2 separate regions of the Rattus norvegicus genome follow, and region 2 is linked to region 1. The links are chromatin contacts, called in public Hi-C maps. All regions are on one chromosome and are shown on one strand. The core of a region is the stretch at or near the end of the contact, and the rest is flanking DNA. Distances in the headings are between cores, read along the strand shown. Region 1 holds the start of Ube2d3 (ubiquitin-conjugating enzyme E2D 3). Region 2 holds the start of Nfkb1 (nuclear factor kappa B subunit 1).

Evidence for each region. Hi-C and Micro-C count contacts between places; a contact is called where the count stands out from the background.
Region 2: a contact with region 1 is called in a Hi-C map of liver, with 2.0 times the contacts expected there. The contact joins the promoter of Nfkb1 here to the promoter of Ube2d3 in region 1. A contact is called at or near these places in 1 of 12 Hi-C or Micro-C datasets (liver) and 1 of 1 datasets of contacts at active chromatin or transcription factors (oligodendrocytes).

The regions. Positions count from the first base shown.
Region 1 is chr2:226,541,842-226,548,080 of GRCr8, forward strand. Ube2d3 (ubiquitin-conjugating enzyme E2D 3) reads left to right here and starts at 1,353. Exons shown (of 7, transcript NM_031237.1): 1 at 1,353-1,649. The coding sequence starts at 1,626.
Region 2 is chr2:226,803,724-226,809,783 of GRCr8, forward strand. It overlaps Nfkb1 (nuclear factor kappa B subunit 1), which reads right to left and starts at 1,739. Exons shown (of 25, transcript NM_001415012.1): 1 at 1,357-1,739.

The DNA of each region.
Region 1 (6,239 bases), core at 103-2,602:
TCTCCCGCCCACCAGCATAAGCATTTAGGGGCGGTGCTTCCCGCGCAAGACCCGCCCAGTGAGAGGCCGGGGGGGGGGTGGGGGTTAGTCGGCTCATCTCGCGATAACTTGCGGATTTGGGGGCGGGCCCCAAGCCAGGAAGAGAGCACAAAACTGCCCTTAAGTCATTGCAGACCCGGAGCTCCGGTGAGCCTGCCACGAGGTTCTCGCGAGATCCGCCGCCTCCATCCCAAGTGAGGAAACGGGGGGCCACAGTAGGGAGGGGCGTGGGGCCTCAACCGCGCAGCTGCCGCTTCCATTACCTTCCTCCTAAGGTCTCCTTCCGGTTCTCGATGCTTCTCTGAGTCTAAGGGTTTCCGCCACTCGTCTACCCTCCCCCTCAGCCCATGACCCGCCTCCGTCCCCCGCCCTCCCGGTCCGACCTCCGATCGGTTTAGTAAGAAGGTGCTGTTCGGACAGGGAGACGGCAAGAGGGTGGCGCGTCCACTCGGCCTGGACGAGGGAGGCAAACCGCTCCCCTTCAACCCTCAGCTCGCCCTGCGCTCGCGACGGCGGCGTTGGCGGACGGATACGCGGCGGTGAATAGGCGGGGGGAGAGGGGGAGGGGCGGAGCGTGGCAGCTGGCAGTAGTTCCGTCAGAGCGGACATCTTGTGGCTGTGCCGTGCGCGTGAGCCCCGTAGGGCCGGGGAGGCACCAGCTGCCGCGCGGGGAGGAGGCCGAGGCCGCAGCTCGAGGGAGGCCCCGGCCCTCTGTACGCGTGGGTGTGGACAGCTCGGGAAAGGGGAGGGAGACGGGCCGGGGCCGGCGCGGCGCCCCGGGCTGTGGGCGGCCCGAGTGGGCAGCCCTCGGGGCTGGGTGGGGTAGGATGGGAAGGCCGGCGGAGCCCGGGCCCGGCTGAAGGGGGAGGGGGCATGGGCGCGTCCTCGCGCCGGAGCTCCGCGGCCGCCGGGCGCGTGGAGAGGTGGCTGGGCGCGCGCACGCAGGAGCGCGCCGTGAGGCGGAGAGTACGGTGGTGTCAGGGGCGACCCAGAACAGCTCTAGCTGTGGGGACAACAGCACACGCGAGTCTAATTGCCTTCTGCTGGCTCGCCGACCCTCGAAGCAGAAACCGAAAGAAGCCCGGCGTCGGTCCGGAGCCTCCCGCTCCCCTCCCCCTTGCCTTTCTTTGCCCTAGTGACGCCGGCCTAGCGCCGACTAGGCCCGGGCTCCTCCTCTGCCGGGCTCTGGACCCTGCCCCGCACCCACCCCTTTCTCCTCCGCCTCTTCCTCTCCCACCCGGGGCTCTTCCTTTCAAGAGGCCGGGAAGTTAAACTTGTAACCACCTCTCGGCTCTTCCCGTCACCCTCGCCCTCTCTGGGCGAAGCGCGGATATAAGTAGCTGGTGGCTCTGCCACCCCACCCTGCCCGGATCGCGACGGTTTTCAGGGTTCTGGAATCAGCAGGGTTCCTCTGAGGCCTTGGCGAGTGGCTGATCTGCTCCGTTTTTGCAAAAGGCGCCTGTGTCTGGCAGAGCCGGTGTGAGAAGAAGAGAGAATCCTTCCCCGCCGCCGGGATAATCAAGAGTTTTGGCCGGACCTTTGAGTACACATCGGGATAGTGAGAAGCCCGGCGAAAAGCACAGACTATGGCGCTGAAACGGATTAATAAGGTAAGTTGTTGGGACTAAATGTTGCGGATGGGGTCGCGGGAAGAAAGGCTTGGTGCCCAGAGAAAAGCCTGGAGAGTTGGATTCTGAAAATACCTTACATGGGGTAAGAGAAGGCAGGGGCACTTTGAAATGAGCTGTAAGATAGGGAACGGAATGGTTTTGGCAAGCGAAATGTTTGTTTCACTAGAATCTGCTAGTATGGGTGAGGGAGCGTGGCATTTATTTAGTCTCCTCAGTTTTTTGCCTAAGAGTCAGGTTTGGGGAGTAGAATTATGTACAGGCCTCGGCAGATGCCATGGCACTGCTTCCTATTCTAGGTTCTTCAAAACATTTTAGCTATTAAGGCTATAGGCATTCTAAAGAAAGGAATGTAACAGTTGAAAGACGTTTTGTTCCAAACTTGACTGAGAGTCGGGGTATGACAAACATACCTCAGTTTGCTAAAATGCGGTGACGAAGTCTGTTCAGAAGCTTAACCAAATCTGGGCAGTTACACAAGAGTATGTGGGGTTGGGAGGAGGTGGACCGACACTGTTGCCACTTCCTGTGTTGTGTGGTCGCTGCTTTCACCCAAAGCTATGTATCTGAGGCACCAGGAACCTATATGTAAAAGCCTTCTGAAAGATTCCGGGGTTGGGGGTGTTTGACAGTGCAGGGAAACTGGATGGAGGACTGCTTTGCTTAGAACCCCCTTCCTTAAGGAGGCTTGTTTGAGCAATTCACTAGAATTTGATAAGTCGTTGCTTTAATTTGGAAAGAGCTACGATTTTTCCAGAAATACAGTGTAAGTGGAGCCACTTCTCTGGTGGTTTTTGTCTCGTTTTCTTGCTCTAACTTCTATCCCGCATTTTAAGATGGCGGCTGCTTTAACTGGCTCAGGCTCTTCCCGGCATCTCCTTTTCTAACTATAAGATAATGGTCTCTGTTAAGCGTTAGTTTTTTTAATCCGGTTGTAGGGAGCTCTCAGAGCCTCTGCTCCCAAGACTAAACCTAAATTCAAACTCTCAGACTAAGTTTCTGTGTGTGTGTGTGTGTGTGTGTGTGTGTGTGTGTGTGTGTGTGTGTGTATTTTGTATTTGGTTCTTTCACAATCGAGAGGGTGGAGTATTTACAGCCAACTTGAAAAAAAATGTGGAGTAAACTCAGTCCTAATAGAAAAGACAAAATGGGAAGGTTCGGTATTAGAAACTTTGACTTAGCACAGTTTTTAAAGAGTTCTGTGGAAAGGCGAGGACTTGGATTGACTATAGGTCTAATACTACTGTATTTGTAGTTATTTTATATTATATATATATATGTGTGCGTGTGTGTATATATATATATATATACATATATATATCTTGATCAGCTTGATTGGAAAAAGCTGTAGTTTCTGAAAAGTTAATTCTTACCTGAATATATTGTTGTTGAATCTTGAATTCTTAGGACATCCTGGTAATCTTTGTGGTTTTATGCAAAACACTTAACTGAACTGTTTGTATTCTTGATGATAATGGAAAGAGAAAGAAAACCTTAGAATTCAAGACTTCAAATAGATAATAGATAACATTAAAATTACCACTTAGTGTGACAATTTTGAGGGTGAACCTCACATTAGAGATGCATTATTGTGCTTTATAGCATAATTAATACAGAAACTATATCATTCAGTGTTAATCAAATTTCAGATCCATAGTGTAAAACGAACATTTTAAAGGGAGGTCTTACTGATTTTTTTTCTTTTTACAGGTGATACTCAGCTGTTTTGGCAACATTTTAATGACTTAAAAGCTCTAGCGAGGCAGTAATGGTTAAGTGTAAACATTTGTAGTAAAAAACATGAGATAGAATCAGACTCTAAGCAAGTTTATCAATTTGCCTAATCTGTACTAGGAATTTTTCTAGCTACTGGGATGGCAAGAGAAAACATATTTTTGCAAGTTTAAAGAATTATGTATGGATATTAAGAGGTAAATTTTTTATATTCGAAAACTGTTTATATGCCAAATGGCTGATGCTTCTACCTGTAGGGTATTCCAGCATATCATGGTTTTTCCTTCAGATACTGTCAGAACCATGAAGCAACTTAAAAAATGGCACCCAGATGCAGGAATAGTTTGTGAAAGTACAGAAGGAGGATCCTTTTCTTCTTAAGGCAGTATTGTCATGAGGTTTTTTTGTATTGTTCCCTGTTTAGAATTTATTCTTCTGGTTCCCCCTAAACAAGTGTTAACAAGCCATTACTATTTTTATTAAAATGCAACTGAGCTTTAGTGATAAATGGGTATAAGTTGATACTTTTATCTTTTTTTTTCTTTTGTGTGTTTGCTTGACTGTTTCTTAGCTCACCAAACAACCATACGTGTATTCTTTTGCTGTGTTTGTAATTATTTGGACTAAATTGTAGTATGGTGCTGTTATTAAATGGGTATTTTAGCAGCTGAATTCCAAATCTGTGTTTTTGGAACTTTAAGAAAATTTACTGCTACAAAGCAGAATGACTGTTACATAATTGGGGGACTTTTAGAACTTTACATTGAAGATCTAGCATGAAACAAGCAAACAAAAATTTATCTTAAAGTATTTGTAATCTTTCATAACTCTTAAGTTTTCTTATAACGTGAAAACATAAGTACAGTTGACAAGTTTCACCATGAAGAAAATTAAAATTCATTGTTAAAAGAAAAAACTGAACCAGGTGTTGACAATGTTGCTGAGTTGGGATTAGAACCAGACCTTCTAATTCCAAGTTGTTCTGATGACAACTGCTTTTTTACACCATTAGGATTTCTGTGATAGTTAAGTCCTAGCATAGGCTCTGATGTGTAATAGGCCTCAAGACCGCCATATGAGACATTCCCTGAAGTAGCAGAAGTTGACTTTTGACTTGTTCAGTCACACAACTAGTAATAAATTTCTAGTAAGGTCATCACCAAAAAAGAAAAAAACCACCAAACACGAATTTTGTACCATTAAAATTCTGCTAAATAAATGTGGGTTTTTTGTTTTGTTTTGTTTTTAGTTTTTTCTGATATGCTGTCTTCTACCTCACATAAAATAGGCGGATTTTTTTTTAATTTACAACTAATTTATAAATAAATGCAGACAAATGGAATGTATTTAATTCTTGTATAGTTTCTTTAAGGGCTAGAAACTGCTGTGCTGGGATTCTTTTAAAGTAAACAAAATAGTATTTCAAGTTTTGTAAGATAATAGGCTTTTCCTGTGGTCCAGTTTTTGGTTTTTTTGTTTTTTATTGGTTCCCCAAGTTTTATTTATACTGTAAAAGAATACTTAGGTGAACAAAGGTGATCATCCAGTGGTCCCAGTATTGAGTTTGATATAAAGCAGTTGTGACACACTATCTTTCCCTTTCTTCATCATGCTTATCTGCTATTTTAAATCCAGTGTTTGCTATGCACATAAAGGTTTTGTTGAATACTCTTCATAGCACTGGTGAAAGCTACTTGTGTAACTAGTGTCAATTTTTACTTGTTGCTTCCTAGGTTTGGGTGCCTCTTAAAATTCAAATCAATTCTCAAAGAATTGATTTGGTTGGCAGGGAGCACTTTGCATGGTTGTGGAGTTCAGAGGACATCTGTAGTCAGATCCCTAATTTACCATGGCTTCTAGAGATTGAACTCCGGATTTCATTTCATCTGGGCAAGCACCTTTACAAACTGAGCCATCTCATCAGCCATAGCTTCCAAATAGAGAAAAGAAAGTTTCAGATTAAATTTTGAGTCTGTGTCACACAAAGGCTGGCCTGGCCCTGTCTTGGCCTTCTGAGTGCTCAATAATGATTACAGGACCAGGCTGGTTGTGCTCCTCTTGATGTGCTTTTCTTTATTGGTTTACTTATTTTTGCACTGTTTTTGAGGTGGGTTTTGGCTATGTAATCAAAGCATTAGCCTTGGATTTGGGAGCAATCCTGCCTCTGCCTCCGGTCTGGTATTACAGGGATGTGCCACCACTGCTCTGTGGTTGGTTCTTAATAGAAATTCTACTGCTGTATACAAGAGCTATTGCTTAGGTAGGTTTTTGACATTACTACATTTTTATTTCAGAAGATTCTAGGGGGTTTTTTTTGTTTGTTTGCTTTTTGTTTTTAAGAATTACAACAATGTTTGGTCTTATAAATCATCTCTAGAAACAGACATAATTCTGAAATTGTTCATTAGGGGATTTAGAAACTTCTGGTAGAGCTGGACAGTGGTGTACACCTTTAATCCCAGGGTGGCAGAGGCAGGTGTATCTCTGGCCTAGTCTACAGAGTGAGTTCAGGACAACAGAAACTCTGTCTCAGAAACCCAAAGTATTTCACTGGAGTTACAGTTGCATACAAAAATCAAGACTCTGCTTTGGTTGGAACAAACACAGTATGTTTATCACTTTGTACAACTTATTTTCAAAGGTTTGTCAAATTCTTTGTTATCCTGTATCACAATCATTTTGTGAGCTTGCCGTCATGATCTTAGTTAAAATTTCACTAGTGTTAATGAGTGCATTTATAATATTTTATTTTTAAAACTCCTCAGGCAACTAGGGTATAGTATACACCTGCTGCACTCTGGGAACTAAAGTATGGCAGTATAAACTGGAGGTCACTTT
Region 2 (6,060 bases), core at 489-2,988, 260 kb after region 1:
CGTTCCCATCAATACGCGTGCTCTTTTAGTCATCCAGTTGGGGCGATAAATGTTAAATGCAACAGGAAGCAAACCCTTTTAATTCCAGGCTTCTCAAGTTCTTATGCAAAGCAAAGGACTTCGCTGTAAATAATTTACATAATTTTTCGTGCATCAAACAGTAAGAGACACCATCTCTAGAAAGCACAATATTAAAATCAAGGGGAAAAAAAAAACCCACTTCAGTAAGGACCTTACTTTAATCAAGTTTCCCTTTTCAAGGTCTGACGAGCGTTAATGCATTTTTTTTTGCCACCCAAGAACACTCCGCTGAAGATTCCTTTAGAAAGCCATCTCCATCTTTAGGACTAACCACCACTCTGAGACCCAGCATTTGATGCCACGGCTATGAAATGTTACTCAACACCACGAGCAGTTCTCAGTTATGAGCCCTAAAACAACCAAAAATTTTAGTTAAACATGGCTACTTAGAGAGCTGCAGTGCCGACCTTTACTTTGCAAAGTCCATAAAAATGGGTTAAATTTAGACGATGAAATCTTCCATCATTAGTTCCATTTAAGCTTTAGAATTAGACCAATAAACAGAGAGCCAAGATCAGTGTCCGGCTCAGAAGACCGAAGGAAGCTTACACGTAGGAGAGGCGTCATTCGTATCTTTTTCTGTTTCAGAGGTCAGGCACAATAACATGGTGCCATTATCCTAGAGTAATCAAAAGTCTAAAAGGTGCTATTCGTAGGTAATTCCTGTCTCAGATGCCAGGCCTGGAGAATCGGGGTGAGGCCCTCCTTATATTTTGAAAAATCAATGTTGAGATTTGGCAGCTGAATGTATCATGTGTGTGCATCGGGGGTGGCGGTGTCTATCACAGATTGGTAAGCGGCCCCCAGGCTCTCCTGCGGGATTCTTAGGAGCTGGGAAGGGCTTTGCCTGCCCGGAGGACTGACAGGCACTTCTGCTTTCATTTCACCGACCGCCCTTTGGCGAAATCTGGCTGTGCACTGCACCAAACACCTTTCTATCTGTCCTTTACCGTGGAGGACCTCAGCCTGGCCGCCACCACCCCACCCCACACCCGCGGCAGGGGCTCGGGTACATCTTTCTAAAACTTTGCAAGAGTTCCCCTCCGGTTCCCGTTCCCGCCCGCGGAGACGCGGAGGGCCCCGCCAGCCGGCCCGCAAGGCCTCGGGCCGCCCAGTGCGGATGTGCTCTGTCCCCGCAGCCGGGGCCGCGCGCCCCGCGACTCCTGCCCCGGGTTCCCCCGCGGTTCCCCCCGTGAGTCCCAAGCCGGTGGGACCCGCTGCACCGGCGCTGCGGAGAGCTGGTCGCTCTGTTCCCCTACCCGCCCCGGGGCTTACCCTGGAGGTGAGGCGCGGCCTTTCCGCGCCTGCGGGCTCCCGCTGCGGGGCAGCGTGGACCGGCGGGAGCCCGAGTAAGGTCCTGGCGCCGGCCGGCGGCTCAGCGGCGCGCCATGGCTGCGGCGCGGGCGGAGAAGCGCGGGGCGGGCCGGGCGCGGCGGGGCCCTGAGCTCCGGCCTGCGCTGCTGGAGCCGGCCCGCGAGCAGGCCGAGGGCGGCGGCGGCGGCGGCGGCAGGCCGGGGGCGCGCAGGGCACGGGAAGCCGTCAGCGCGCAGCCGGGCTGCTCGGGTGGCGAAACCTCCTCTTCCTGCCCGGCTCGCCTCGGTACTTCTCTCTCGTCCTCTCTCGCTCACTCTCTCACTTCCTGGCTGGAAATTCCCACTGACGTCGAGAGAGCAGACAGACGGACGGACCCACGCGCGCGCGCACAGCGGGGGCGGGAGGTGGGGTCGCCGCCGGGGGTGGGGGAAGCCCGCGCGCCCGGATCGGGCGCCCCGAACCCCAAGCCCCGCGGCGACCGCGACGCCCCCGGGAGGCGCCCGCAGCCCAAGGGCAGGCCTGGACAGCTGGAGGCCACGGGAGACCAGCCTGGTCCCCACGCGCTGGACACAAAAGTCAATCTCATCTGCATGTTCCCTCCTCTGGGGGGTCTTGGATACACTCAGATCTCTTCACAGAGCGAACCGGAACTTCGAGATCGTAGTTGAGGTCTCTCCAGAGAATCATGAACTTATATAGGGTCTGGATGAAGTCTTTCAATCCTCTCAATTATTCCAGCCACAGCGAATTGTCCGGCCTGTGAGATCATCGCTGTGGATGGAATTATAGTGACAGTGGGACCCGCGGTGTTGGTTCACAGCTCATAAATCCTTATCCGGCTCAAGGGAGGTTATTTTTTCTGGAGAGGCCTCCCACTGATGACCATTTGCTAGTATTTGAGCTTATTCTTTGGGCATAGTGACTCCATGGGCCAGGGATGACACCCTGGGGCGAGGTAGCTCCCAAGTGAGCTGTGACCTGAAACATATTTTAGAGTCCAGGGTCTCACTACTGAGTTCAAGTGGAAATACAACTTTGAAACGCCAGGGATCAATCAAGTAGTCAGCACGGTTTTATTTTGCTACTTAACCCTCTGCGTTCCCACCCACGAGGTTATAAAAACCTTTCCAGGAACACAGATTCCCCCCTCCGACGCCCCCCCACTCCCACCTACACACACTGGATATTTGAGCGTCTTTAAGTGACCTTAAAGTGCCCTATCATCAACCTTAAAGCTGTTTCATTTAGATTCCTGAGGTCCTTTTGCCATCTAGAGTTCAGAGGCTTCCTATAAATGGAAGACAAGGATGGAAACACTTTGTTATTATTTATGGGACAATAGAAATTGTGCCCTAGGGGCCTTGGAAATCAGTCAACAGAGTGGTTATTGGGACCTTTAGCCTTTCTGTATGTAAAAGTCGTTGCAGATGGGGGCGCCTGTAACCTCAGCAGTGAGAGGGACAGTTGGATCTGGAACTCATTGGCTAGCCAACAAAGCCAACCTCTGAGCTCCAGGTTCAGTGACTAAAGTGACAGACACAGACCTTCTGCCCCCCACCCCCACACCACAAACAGTGTGGGAGGGAGGTGGGGGGGAGGGAGAAGGAGAGGAAAAGAGAAAACTGTGTCCTTGCTATGATTTAAGCACACTGTTATATAGAATGTATATAAAATGATTTTTCCCCCTGCTGACATGAATACAAAACCGGCAAGCTCTAGAGGAACAACGACGTGTAAGTTGTTTGTCTTTCCTCTGTGGACTAGGTGGGGACGGGAAAACTCTGCAGTCTGCCAGGTGTGGCAGTCCCATTGTCAAAGGCATATAATAAAATTGTTACAAAGGTAGAGGCAGTGGGATATACTATGAGAACGCAAGTTGAAGGCTGTTCATCGGGAGAAGTATCCAGTTAAACTTGAAGCTCAAAATGATCCCATGGAGTAAACTGAAAGCAGAAGCTGGTGTGGGAGGCAGGTAGAGGAGGCTCCTATCTGTGGCAGCGGAACCCACAGTGTCAGGCTAGAGTCCTTGAGGCTAGAGGTCTGGCATGAAGGTGTGGCTGTCAAGGCCACGCTCCCCAGAAATCCTTTGCCCGGTCCCTGCTTCTGGTGGCCGTGGAAATGCCTGGCCTCTTAGGCTTGACTGCAGCATTAAAGTCTGTACTTCATTATTATGTCAACCCCTTCTATGTGCTTCCTCTAATCTGGGTCCAAAGACGCTTGCCTTTCTTTTATTTAAAATATTTATTTTAAATTCTCTCTCTTCCTCCTCCCCTCTGTGTGTGTGTGTGTGTGTGTGTGTGTGTGTGTGTGTGTGTGTGTGTAGGTATGTGTCTGTGTGTTGCAGGTGTCTGAGTATTGCAGGTGCCTGTTATAGCACAGGTGTCTGTGTGGCACAGTTGTTTGTGTGGGTGCAGGTGTCTGTGTGAGTGTCTGTGTGGGTGTCTGGGTGTGAGTGTTTGTTTGGGTGTAGGTGTCTGTGTAGTGCAGGTGTCCGTGTGGCCCAGGTGTCTGTGTAGGTGCAGGTGTCTGTGTGATGTAGGTGTCCATATGGCACATGTATCTGTGTGGCACAGGTATCTGTGTGGGTGTAGGTGTCTGTGTGGTGCAGGTATCTGTGTGGGTGCAGGTGTCTGTGTGTCTGTGTGGGTGTCTGGGTGTAGGTGTCTGTGTAGTGAAAGTGTCTGTGGTGCAGGTGTTTGTGTGGTACAGGTGTCTTTGTGGTGCAGGTGTGTGTTTGGGTGCAGATGTCTGTGTAGTACAGGTGTTTGTGTGGTACAGGTGTCTGTGGGTGCAGGTGTCTGTGTAGTACAGGTGTCTGCATGGCACAGGTGTCTGTGTGGTGCAGGTATGTGTTTGGGTGCAGGTGTCTATGTGACACAGGTGTCTGTATAGTGCAGGTGTGTGTTTGGGTGCAAGGTGTCTGTGTGGTGCAGGTGTCTGTGTGGTACAGGTGTCTGTGTGGCACAGGTGTCTGTGTGGTGTAGGTGTCTGTGTTATCCAGACAAACTATCAATTCACCTGGAGCTAGATTGCAGGTGGTTGTGAGACACCCAACATGGGTGCTGGTAACCCAAAGTGAGTCGTCAGGCAAGAGTACTAGGTCTTCTTACCTTCTGAGCCTTCCCAGTCGTTTCTCCTTTCTCTTGTTAAGAAACAAGCCATCATGATAACCTCCTAACTCAGACAGGTCTGCAAAGACCCATTTATAAATAAAATCATGTTCATGGGAATTGTTAGTTAGAACTTGAACATTCTTTTGAGGCCTGCAATTCATTGCCCCGAAACAACCAAACCAGTTACACACTTCTGGTACTCCTGTGTTGATACTCCCAATTTTTCTGTGTTCAACCCCTGCTTTCAGGGGGGTATTTCTAACAATTTCATCTACATTAAGGTGTCAAAATGTATTTGTCACCCTAAGGCTACACAGAAAAAAAATGCTTATACGTGGAAGTTCCATCAGCAACACTGTGAAGGCAGATAGTACTTGTTGCTAAGTCTTTGGAGTCAGATGCTCTTCCCTTATCACGGAGCTATGCGTTGGTGATTAGCAGTGCGTAGAGCGTAATCAGAGGATGAAATCCATATAGGTCAGAAATGGGAAGACATTATACAGTTTGAAGAGGAGTCACAAACTAGACCACAGTCTGAGCGTCGAAAGCTCTCAAACGCATGCTGAAGATGAAACAGGAGTGTTCGATTTTATTCCCAGAAAGAATGCAACTTACCTAGAACGGGCCACAGCTCTTAGCCATAAAAGCCAAGATTAGACAAAAGGACTTCACTTGACTTGAAATTGGTCTTGAACTGGAGTCCTGAATTATCTCTGTAATTTATCAAGTAATATCTGAGTCCCAACTCTTTTCACCTATACAGTAAGCACACATTATAGCCCAAGAACTTATTATATATAATGCTTTATACCATATACATTTCAATATATAAGGTGAATTATATACATATGTATTACACACACACACACACACAGACACACACACACGCTTACCATCAGTGCCCTAATTCATGGTTTAATATACCAAAGGGAGCTAGAGAATGGAACGGATGTTTACAAGTATAAATATTTACTATGGGAACTTAAAATAAATTAATTAATTTTGGCTATAAATGCTTGCACTGCTGACCACTACAACATGGAGTCATTGTGCACATGATTGTGCTTAACAGTGACAGCCATGCTCTGTGTGGCCCTTAGCACTAAACAGATCTTCTTGCGTAAGCTCTCAATTAGTCCCCCAAAGAGAAAGAAGATCAAATTTCCACTACTAGCATAATGCCTGGAAGAACGATTCCTTACCTAACAGCCAGACGAAGGTGATTTGTACTAGACATTATTACTAAGGGTGACCCCAACAGAAGAGAGCAAGAGTCTCTGATCTAGAAGAAAAAATCAAACTCTTCTTCCCTTGCTCATAAAGACACTGAAATGGAGACATCGGTACGTTCTAGAGGAAAATAACACTGATTTCCCAGATACTGACATCTCCTGGGCGGTTTAAATGAATGATACACTACTGTCGCTGTCCTCTAAAAGGTCACGAAAGCCAAAGGAGTGTGTGGGGCCACAGCCAATACTTTCATGAAAGCATAATTACATGCTTAGGAGAGACATCACAACGCTGGGAGGATGGCCCGGGAGGTAAGCCC